2 separate regions of the Danio rerio genome follow, and region 1 is linked to region 2. The links are chromatin contacts, called in public HiCAR-type maps. All regions are on one chromosome and are shown on one strand. The core of a region is the stretch at or near the end of the contact, and the rest is flanking DNA. Distances in the headings are between cores, read along the strand shown. Region 1 holds the start of gpm6ab (glycoprotein M6Ab). Region 2 overlaps gpm6ab (glycoprotein M6Ab).

The links. HiCAR-type assays count read pairs that join an accessible place to other places.
Region 1: a contact with region 2 is called in a HiCAR-type map of caudal fin, with 8 times the contacts expected there. The contact joins the promoter of gpm6ab here to the enhancer-like site in region 2. A contact is called at or near these places in 8 of 18 Hi-C or Micro-C datasets (caudal fin, embryo, hematopoietic stem cells and 2 more) and 2 of 4 datasets of contacts at active chromatin or transcription factors (caudal fin and embryo).

The regions. Positions count from the first base shown.
Region 1 is chr1:41,855,281-41,861,475 of GRCz12tu, forward strand. gpm6ab (glycoprotein M6Ab) reads right to left here and starts at 3,596. Exons shown (of 7, transcript NM_214687.1): 1 at 3,564-3,596. The coding sequence starts at 3,567. It also overlaps a transcript of wdr17 not described here.
Region 2 is chr1:41,754,159-41,759,911 of GRCz12tu, forward strand. gpm6ab (glycoprotein M6Ab) reads right to left here. Exons shown (of 7, transcript NM_214687.1): 5 at 5,169-5,245; 6 at 3,053-3,118. Among named protein-coding and RNA genes, the nearest start is that of gpm6ab, 100 kb to the right of the region's middle. Within about 2 kb of position 2,708, at least 4 of the 62 cell types and tissues checked have an H3K27ac peak or open chromatin away from gene starts, as enhancers often do.

The DNA.
Region 1 (6,195 bases), core at 2,346-4,845, 100 kb after region 2:
GGTTGTTTAAGAAATAAAAAGCTACTCTCTACATTAATTACGGTTAAATAAATTGTTACCAACTTAACACACTATCATTATCCAATGGGAGGATCTTACATATTTGCTTTGGTAAAATCTGGTGGTGACTTACTCCGCTCTACTTAATGATAGACGTGCGCGTGTCTACTTTAGAGAACAGAACCTGCATATGTTGCGAGTAACAGGTAATACAGCTGCAAAAAATATTCAGTTTGTGGCACAAAGTGATTGTTTGGGAGCCGGGCGCGAAGTATGAACAAGCACTTAGCAGTGATAATAAAACCGAAAGTGTGCACGACATTTAAATGATCATATCGTATTTTAGAGTTATGATTACAGCAAGCATTTGATGTTTTTTCTCTCATAGCGAACCCACAGTTGTGTATGAAAATAAATGTTTACAATGTCAGTATAACTACTCTAGCCTATATATTGTTGAATATAATCTGATAATGGCAAATGTCTGATTTTACCAGTGAATAAAATTGTCTTATATGACAGATTGCAAGCATATATCTCAAACATAATAATTCAACATCAGAATTATTATAAGTAGAATAGAATTATTTATAGAAACCAGTAGACCTACACATGATATTATTATCGATGTTGTGCCATATGTTTGTTTTTACCAAATTTTATTTTACATCTACAGAATCGTGAGAAAACCGTGATCTTTATTTTAAGCAAAAAAATCACGATTCTCATTTTAGCCAGAATCGTGCAGCTCTAACTGTAGGCTGTGATTTCAAGCTAGCAATACTATGATGTATTGTGATTATGTGAGTAATCAGTTATCCAGCAGGCCTTATCAGGGAGTGAACGTGGGCAGTAACACTTTCATTTTTAGAATAAGTTTGGAGTAATGTGAACGCCCAGCCTTACCATGGCAATGGTTGATCTTTCTAAAACAAAAACACACAACTGTAAATGCAGCCATAATATTCTAGTGATTATGTAAATGTATAGAACATTTTGTTTCTGTGATTATTTTTCCCCTGGGCTCTCGTTTGCCCATGTGTTTAATCCGCATTTGCATTTAGAGAATGCTTTCTATCAGAAAAATGACAGTTGGTCAGAATAACAGATATTTCCATTTGTTGGGGTTGAAAATCAGATTTACATTATCAAAAAAAAAAAAATAAAAATTACTCCTCTGAAGTAAAACAAAGTTCCTTTAAGGCAAGTCATTTGACTTGGCAACTATCTTTGAAAGGCCTCTCGGGCAGTATGCTCGGGTATTCTGTCTGAATAGCAAAACATCAAATTCTCCCAAATTGCTTGCTAAGCTTATGATTAAATCTCATATATAAGGGATATACAAAAACATTCAACAACAACTGTCCATTTAATTTCATATTTAAACATTTTAAATCACACAAAATCTGCATAAAATCGCATCTAATCTAAGGAAAATTGTCAGTCTATAGCAATCGCTGATTGGCTCCTGTATTGTAGGTGGGGCTTAATTTACCATATTGACCACTACACTTTTCCCCATTCACAACTATATGAGTGACACACCTTGTGTATTCTATAGTCTTTGATTACAATTTTGACATCATCCTTAAAAAAAAGTTAAGCTTGAGTATCTTGTCACAACACATCCTGCCCTGCTTTTGGTTTGTTTAGATTTTTTTCTCAGGAGAATATTGCCATTTTTACCATCCACTAAAAATAGTGGATTACAAAGTAAATATAAATACAAGCTATAGTTACATTTCTGGCTTACAAGATTATTCATGTCTATTTTCAATATTTAAAGCTTATTATCTGTAAATTATTTTTGAATAATATAATTTCCCCATCCAAGCTTCAGCAAAGCACTGTTTCAATATTTCCCGACCACAACTGAACATCTGCGTCATGCAGATGACATACATTCACAACATATGGAGCTTTCACTTCAAACCATATGGGCAAAAATACAGATTCTTGATCTGCATCCTTTTAACATATCAATATGGCAGTGGCACACATTCCACTTGTACCCTTACTCAAAAACACATCCACATGCCAAAGGCATTGGCTGACCTTTCAACTGGACATCTGTATAGGACATCATGGCTGCGGCCTCGAAAACCGCATTCCAGCTTTAATTCCCAGAACCCCATAAACCCAAACCAAAAGTTCTGCCCATTAGGCCAACCGACCGACAGTCAGTGTGCAAGGAGAGCGAGGACCGGGTGGTGGGAGGGGAAGGCAGTCTCACAAATACAGAGGCGCTTGTCAGGATTATCAAAGGCCCCCCACACTAGAAGAGAATGTTTGGAGGCGGCTAACAGAGAGACATAATGTGGCTATTTATCCCTCATGTGACTCTATGCATATATTAGAAAGAACACAGAAGGGACAGGCCATCAGCAGGCACCATGAATGAGAGCTTCAACAAAGTCTGCCTTTCTTCAGCACAAACGAGTGTTGTCATTTTTCATATTCCATCTATAACTGGTAAACAGAGCATGGAGTGAAAGTCCCAGAACAGCAGCACTTTTCAGATGCCAAGACCCATATCTAAAACACACACACAATGAGGACCAAATGTTTTGTGCCTAGAAAGAATCTATTCAGTTTGTGCTGTGAAGCAGTTCTAACGGAGTTAAAGGAGATATGATTGATTCTGTAGCAGGTGCTCAGTACTTCTGCAAGGAGCGTTTGATTTAGTGAGGAAACCATAAACTTTTACGCTTCCATTTTCACTTGTTTCATAATGTGACCATTTCCTGTATTTTTGAGGAGTTTTCCTGACAATAATAAATGACTTCCTTTATCATGTTTTCATAGTTCCAGAAAGAAAAAAAAACAGGATGTGGAAACCTCTGGAAAACATTTTGTTGAGGTCAATTTGTGTCTGGACAATGATAAAGAGTTAACAGCACATCTGTCAACCACTTACATGTACAGTAAATTAGTTTGTTATATGTTGTTGCAAACACAATCTCTGATTGATAATAAAAAGTCACAGTTGGTTCTCTTCATCTGCACCAGGTACAATCATCATAATCTGATTATAAGCTTGGGCAATTTACCAACCTACTTAAATCAGCATCAACAGAAAGAGGCTTGTTTGCTTACCCAAGCCTGATACAATGCTACCATTAAAAGAGACACAATCATATTATGGTATTTTTGTAAGTCTCAGTTAAGTTCCTGCCTTAAATGTGCTAAGAAAACTGTAAAATACAGACAGTTTCAACCACTTTTTTACCCATCTATTGATCACAACAGGAGATGGTACTGAATGATACCCAGCATTTACCTCCAGTGGAGTGAATTAAGTTGCAAGCAGAGACTAAAGCAGTCATTTTTACCAGATATCTGTTTGTTAGAGGAAGTCATTGTAATAACATGAGTATAAATCATGACAAATACTGCATTTGCTGTGGCGAGCTGTTTCTTGAAATATCTAAACTTCATAAATTAAACACTCTTAGCTTTCTCTTAGAGAATATCCAGTAAAGTGGTCGTAAGTTCACACACCTTCACAGTTCACATTTTTCGGACTACTCGACCTCAGCTAAAAATATAAGCCAATAACTTACCCATGTTTGAGACTAGAGCTCGACAACGCTGAAAAAGTCCACAGTTCAAGAGTTTGACACTGAGAGCTGCTAGCGGGACCGCCAGTGTATTCTTGAGGTGACGTCACAATCAACAGGCGGAGAGAATGGCAAGTTGTGTTTTGGTACATTTTCTGTAAGCTACATAATATAAATATTACTTAGGCTATATATGAGGAAATATGAATAAATTCGCGCCCTAATTACTTTCTAATTAGCCTATATATTCGATCTACAGTTAAATATTGCATGAATAAATTCATAGCACATCATGCCATAACTGGGGGTTATACACATATAGTCATCATTTGAAGTTGATAAAGTTTTTCTAAAATTGTCCTAAAACAAGAATTGGTGTTAAATAATTTTAGAACATTTTGATCAAAATCCTCTTCAAATGCTGACTAGGTTTTATTTAGGCATAGCCTGTATTGTATAGATACAGATCGTCAGGAGATAATGACATCGCCAAAACATGTATTTTGTTTTATTTTATTTATTTATTTATTTATTTATTTATTTATTTACTTATTTATTTTTGGCCAATACTTTTTTCTAACCAAAATAGGCCTATATATAGAAAATCAATATCTAGTTTTCGTGGCATTGAGAAAAGATTGGCCAAAGAAAAGGGATAAAATAAATACATGTCATGTTAACTCGTGACGATTGACGCCAATCACGCCATAATTTCATTTTGACGTCCTCTTGCTCACAAAATACATAAAGCAGAGTAAATCAATTCATTAAATCGATTAAATCTTTTTGATTTATGATCACAAAATTACAACTCTTTAAATCACAAATTGATAAGAACATTTTCAGTTTTCTTGGCCACCTAAGGTATATGTTCTAAAGCAGGCTATAATATCTCACGTAACGGTACAATATCATTCATGTGTGTTTATTCTCCAACCTGCTTCTTTCAGCGTTTACCGCCGAACACACCCTTCTGCGATGAGCAGTACGTGGCTCACAAAATAATATAAATAGGTTTAGCGGTGCCATCTGCTGCTTGATTTTAGGAGTTGCACTTTTATATTATGCAGATAACTGAACGGCCGAGTAACTCAGTCTATTATCTACAACAGCCTACGTAACGATTATACGCCATTATTTGCTCATACGCAAAGCTGATCTTTATGCATTATTATGTGCATGGGTTTAAGTATGTGCACGTGCAGAGGGGCAAATTCAGAGAGAGGTGAAAGTCCGCTAATGAAACTGAATATCTATGTGAAAGGACTGGTGGATTAATAATGCATCACATCCCCTGCCATGCAGTTTTCACAGCCGAATATGTCAGCCACAACAGCAATCAGTCTGTAAATTTCACTATTTTTTTTTTCTTTTTTTTTCTTTTCTTCTAACAATAGATGAACAATCTTTTGGACTACAAATACAAGGAAGCATGGGATCCCGAGCACCTCCCTGAGCGAAGATTACACGGATTTGGTCTATGATTTGCGTTGATTGACTGGGCGAATGACCAATCAGCGTTCAAATGCACGGTCGGTGTGAAACGTCAGGTTCGAATCGACCAATCGTCGCAATGAATCCTAAGCAGCGCTGACAAACTATATGGACCAAGCGTTTCTCCGTCAGCGGTACACCTAATCTCAGCACCAGGTCGCTGTCCACTGACAACGACAGAGGTAGGTGATCTTCATTATCTTATTTCCCTCGCATGTTTCAATCCCGTGTACACCGCAATTATCGATAAACTTACATGTGCTACAAACGTTATATTTGTATACACGCGTTGCCTTTTACAACTACTTTGCCAGCCGTGCGTACTGTATATATGCACTGGTGATTATCACTGCACATTGGTCCAGTGTACAATAAATAATAGCACAACAAATGACCCAGAATGGTGTTACTGATTGGTTTCCTATTGGAATACAAAGAGCCATTCGATTCATAGCAACAGCAGCATAAAGCAGCAGCCTTCTGATTAGTTATTGTGCTATTTGTACTGCAACTTTTCTTAATGTGATTTGGGAGAACTCCAGATGGACTGTCCATTGAGGGAATGCACCAGAGACTCTTTTGGTGTTCACAATGGTCTGATAATGCATATCAGAGACTCAACACAGATTTCATTATGATTCTGAGCATCTGGGCAGGCTAGACGGAGCAGATTAGACACAGGGAGAAATGAGATACATAATCAGCTTTCTCTTGGCAAGACGCAGAGACACAAGCAGGACTAATGATCAGCGCTTCTTGAGACAGGTGAAATTCGACATGTCACCTGATATCTACTTGACACATTGGCTCACTTGTGGAACAAGTCATGGGGCATTATGTCTTGTTCATGATAGAAGTTTGTATGCCTGTTCTTTATTTTGCATAAGCTGCAAGGAATGAATTAATAGGTCTTTTTGAGTCAGTTTATTTTCATGGTTGTAAAGTGTGCCATCTTTATTATGTCATAGGAGAACAACTGCTTGATGCAATCACAATCAGATCCAGGAGAGTGCTTATACCGCCCTTGGGGATCGTATTGTCTAGTCTCTATGGGCTGTTTAGTGGAAAAGATTTACAGATTAAGTAATTGAAGATGTGGCAGATATAGTTAGGGTGATGGGTGTTTGATTATCAAGGGGAA
Region 2 (5,753 bases), core at 1,458-3,957:
CTCTTGTTGCTGAATCATTGGTGTTGTAAATGACTGTAATGTCATGTGAAACTGTGCCTCAGCTCATCGTCTGTCAAACTCCATGGTATAATTTTCTCAAAGTTATTAAGCAATAAGTATATATTTGTACTTGTTTAAAATAAATTTGGGCTTAATCCTCTGGCACGTGGACTTTACAGTTCGATTTTGAGAATTTTGCACTGCCTACTTTGTTTCCTTTCCAGCTGTAAAGCAACAGCCCCAGTTGGTATTGACACCTTGTGGACAAACTAAGTAGTGCAAAAAGAATTCAAAGCATATGTGCAAGCTGTATGAGTATTTTCTTGAAGAAATTTACATCACATTCACTGCACACAGACAATGTCAATGCATGAAAACTTTTGTGTATTTTGCGCTTTAATTATTCAGGGCATTGTTGCTTCTGACTTTTGTTTTGGGTGCTGAAAATTGGGTATTTGTGGGTGGTTACATTTTTTATTTTTTTAACTAAATGTAACTTACCTTTTCCTATGAAGGGCCAAAAACTAAATATCATTGATAGCTGTGGGCTGAAGATAAATATATCAAAAACTAATTTACAGTAAAGTTGCCATGGGTAATTTCTTAATTCCTTTCATAATATAAAAAAAAAAATAAACTGAAAACATTACATTAAATCATCTTAACGAATGCAATATAACTTTTTAAATTATAATTTGTTGTGATGAAAACATAAACAATCACATTTATAACACTCTGGAGTTTAATGCTTATTACACTAGTCATGCAGAAGCTGCCTTTTGATTCGCTCACCAAAGTCTCTGCATAGTCCACTGTGTTGTATTTACATTTTAAACTAAATCTGATTTATTTTATACCATTTTAATTGAAACATTTAATCTCAGATAGCTTTTTTTGTAGCTTCATAATAAAACAAACAAATAAAAGGTTACATTAAATTTAAAATGACAATCTCTAAACCATTCTCATATGGGATGGTGAGCCAATTTAAAGGTTACCATGGGCCAACTTTGGCCCCCTATAGTTAAGGCACCACTGATCTAAAGCAACAATGTTTTGCAACAAATTCACACACAATAGGTGAAAGGTGAAGTTTAGAATGACACAAGAGGCGTTTGACACATAAGATTCAACAACAACAGCTTGTTTTGTGCATCATACCTAGAGCCAGACAGAATCTGTGGACATTTTTTGGCATTTCTGCAGAGAATTTTGTACAAAATCTACGGACTTATGTGGAATGATTTTAGGAGTATCATAACTAAAAACTTAATATATGAAATAAAATCCTACATTATTAACTTTAATTTAATGTTTACAATTCGAATCTAATTAGATCCACTTTTTTGGTAAACAAAGCAAGTCTCTTATATAATATATAAACTAAAAGACAGAAAATATTACTTAACAACTGTATTGTAAATAAATCATATGAACATTTTAATATTACTATTATTATATCATAATATTATTAGTGAAATTAATTGAAAAGCTGAATAAATATAAATGTACACACAAAGTAAATACAAAGACTCAATGATGGACTAAAAATCTGTGTATTTCTGCACGTACAGATCCCGTGTTGGCCTAGTCATTTCTTAAAATGCATCCACATCATTACACAAGTGTAAACATTTTCAGTTCAAACTTGATCAAGGGTTAGTTTACATGTAATATTGAATGACCCAGTGATGGTTAAACAACCCCTCACAATCAGAATAAAATTTGTATTTTAGATTACATACCCAGTCTGGGCTACTTGGCCCAATTACACATTGAGTTTTAGGGGTCCTTGTAAACACCTGTGTTTACAGCAAACCTGATTGGTTCTTCTGGGTCTTAAAACCAATTTGGATGGCTACATTTAAATAGGTGATTTATTAATTTATTTTATTGTACAAAATAAGTTTGAGAGCTTTGATAAAGAGAAAAGACTTACAAGTTCTATTTACAGGTATTAGTTCAAGCCTCTCACTGTACATATGTAAAAAACCTGCCAAACATTTCTGTGTGGAACGACAGATTGCCAAAATGATGACTAAATGTTCATATTCAAGCCGACTGTCTCTTTAAATTTGGATGACTCAAAAAATTACAGTATAATTTATGCATTTTCAGGACAAAAACTGGCACTTGCAGTTCCTTTGCAATGCCACAGTGGGGAACACGAACTCATTTCACTCAATTTCCAGTGCTTACCAATGGGTGGCATCATTGCAGCACAAATCAGCCAACCGCAAGTATGCAGCAATGTTCTCTGAAAGGTATGATGTAATTATATAATCAAAGAGCCCAAATTATGATCCAATTCTGTAGACTCTTTGTTTCTAAGTACTTAATGTCCAAGCTGTTTTCTCATTTGCAAACCACGCAATTAAATTGCAAACAATGCAATTAAATGGTAAAAATGGGGCCAGATTTTTGCCTTTCCAGAAAACAGATGCATTGTTGTGCGGTTCACACAAATACTGCAAGAAGCCTGTGCAAAAGACAAAAGCACAATACACTGAAAAATACTAAGCTAAGGCACAGTGTGTCGATTATATCAAATGAATTTCATGTTACCTTTCGACAATGTCCTATATTAACCAGTGAGGACATATTTCTGTTGTTCAAACAGACGGCTAGAAAAGCTGCCTCATAGAAAATGGTGTCTCACAATCACTTATCGCTGTTCCCAACAAGCTTCTCTCCTTCCTTCCCTCTCCTCCTCTGTTTCCATGGCAACAACGTCCTGCATTTTCAATGAGCGGTGCTCTCCTTCTGTCTTTGCTCACTATTCCTGTAATTTTACAAGAGGCCTTGGACGTCTATTGCATTTAAGACAAGCCCACACATTCTTTGATACGCTGATTCTAAATAAGTCTATGATTTCCCTAACATACCACTGTAGGAGTGCTTAAATTTCACATCTTGCCGATGTCACTGGAATTGTGGGCTTTATTAAGCCCATAAATCAATCCGCGTTTCATTTTATTGCCCTAAAAGGAACTTTAGATTCAGGGAAAACTGATATGATGCAGTAAAGAAAGACGGCAGTGGAAAAGCTCACCATGGCGATAACCGCCGCTCCAGCCCCCGCAAGAGCGCAGACAAACAAGTGGAACGTCAGATCCAGCTGGAGAAAGAGACAAAAAAAGATTGTGAAGAGGAGAGAATGAGGATGGTTGTCTCTAGAAATCATCAAGCATACTGTAAAATTGCCATTTCAGTCTTTCTACGCTGTCAAATACAGTATGTAGAGTATGCAAAATAACACATACTATGAAACAAAGGTTAAAAAAATCAAATCTATTTTAAAACAATATCTACAGTGCTAATATTGGCACCCTTGGTGTGTAGGAGTAAAGAAAGCTGCAAAAATGTCCTTATTGTTAAATCTTTTCATTTTCAACATATTAAAACAAAATTCATCTTTGCTTTAGAATAAACAACTGCAAACAGAGTACAGTTTTAATCCAAATATCTCTGCTAAAAAAAAAAAAAAACTGCTTATACCAGCCTAGGCTGGTTGGCTGATTTTAGAGGGGTTTTGGCCATTTCCAGGCCAGACCATTACTTAGCTGGTTCCATTGATCAGCTAAGTCCAGGCTGGAAATGGCTGGAAACCTGCCTGAAATAGTCCAAAACCTATTTAAAACCAGACTGGTCAATCAGCTAAAACCAGCTGGTTTAAGCTGTTTTTTTAGCAGGGATATTTTTAAATATGGAAAGTTCATTTGCAAAAACTCTAAGTGTTTTCTTCCTAATATAAGCATTTTTTCTATGTCTTGATTCAATCATTTAACTTTGATGGCTAAGAATAGGTTATTTCCATCACTTTTACCAAGAAATAACTGAACATAAGCATAAGAGGCTGACAAAAATACCCATTGTAGAAGAAAATTTCAGATGACACTTGAGTTTTTTGCTTCTGAACTCTTTATATGTTTAATTATATGAGCTAAAATTATTAGCATGCTCTATAGGACAAATATTTTTGAAGTATAATAATTTTTGCTCTGATATTTGATTATTTTTAGTACACTAGCTTTGATTTGCAGCATAAGATTGTTGATTGTCACAAAAAGTGATGTGACTACAAGAAAATGGCAAAACCAATGAAAATGCCCATTCCTACACCTAAATTTCAATGAACTGGAATCTTAGTGTAAAAGGACAGTTGGAACAACAAATAAATCTCAGAAAATTGCAAAAGTTAGTTTGGTCTTTGGTCAAACTAAAAACCAACGTTGACTGCATCAACACAAGATGTCTGAAAGGGTTTCAAAAAGATTAAAAAAAAAAGTCTCAACCCTCATCCAAATCCAAACACAACATTTTTTCAGTGTTTTTTTCGTTTCTTTTTTGAGCAAAAGATTAAACATAAAAGACAAATAATTTACCCAACACCAATCCCTCTGGTACACCACAACTTACAGTATGTTCATAAAGTATATGTTTAGATTTCTATTTGACAATTTATAGACCATTTCAATGTGATCATTTCACTGGCCCATGAACATTTCCTGCTTATTATCAAACTATTTCTTAACTGAAACAAGAGGCAATTCAATCATAACTTAATGTTAAAACAGCTATCATACCATTATTTATAAACATGTGGTTCTTTTTATATTCTCGGATGCTATAGAAATTAAAAATGTAAAACAGGAAATGCATTGGGACCTTTGTTTTTGTTTAAATCCTTCAAAATGGTCTTTACAAATTCTTCCAGATTCTCCTGAGTGTAAAATGGCTCCAAACTTCAAGCTGCAGTGACGTTTATGTAAATTTATTGTGATATAATTTAATTACTCCAGAGCAGCACGTCAACAGTGACCTTTAACAGATAAATTCATGTAATAAATGCATGTAAATAATATTGTGAAAGCATGACAGTCCACTGGCTTAAAAATGAGTGCTCTTTAAAAGAAGCTGTTAGAAATTACAAACAAGTATCTATATGATTTACTATTATTAACTATTATATTTACTGTATATGGCGTCTCCACTGCCCTGGGTCAATTTTATACTTAAAAACATGGTAGATTTTACATTTTATTCATAATTTCTCTCTCTTACTGTATATGTCATAGCCTAGGTTGCAAACTGTAATGGCGGAATGCATTCAGATGAATACCATCAGTCAGAATAAAATAGGCTCTACTTCAGAACTGCCAACTGACCTCATTAGATTCACACATCTTCTTGAAGTTTTCATTATCGGCACACAGTCTTTTCTCTTCACCGATGGACACGATTCCTGCAATTGAAAATAAAAGTACGGTAAAGTAAAACAGCAGATTATTAGGGAGGTAATATGTCAATTCAAATGACAATTAGATATGTCAAAACCGTTTGGGGTACATTTAAAAGTGATTTTATACTGTTCCATAAAGGTTTCCTGTACCAGCGTGACATAATAATGGCTATTATAGTAGAAACAGAGATACACAACCTGACAAATTTCTTGTCACCTATTCAAGTTTTAGGAACAACAAATAATAACTTGACTTATAGTTGATCATTTGGTATCAAAAGTGGCTTATATGAAAGTCAAAGGCATCTAGATTACGCTTATTTTACCAAAATAAAAAATGATTATGCCTTGATTTTGAATTATTTAATTATGACAGGAAGGTCTGACTTTGCTGAAACAAAAGTCTTGTCAATTAACAGAAATAATGAACAATCTGGAATGGCAAGAAAGCATTCTTGCAGGACTCTGAGTTCATCAAGATTCTTTTAATTCATCTTCAATGCCTCCTCCA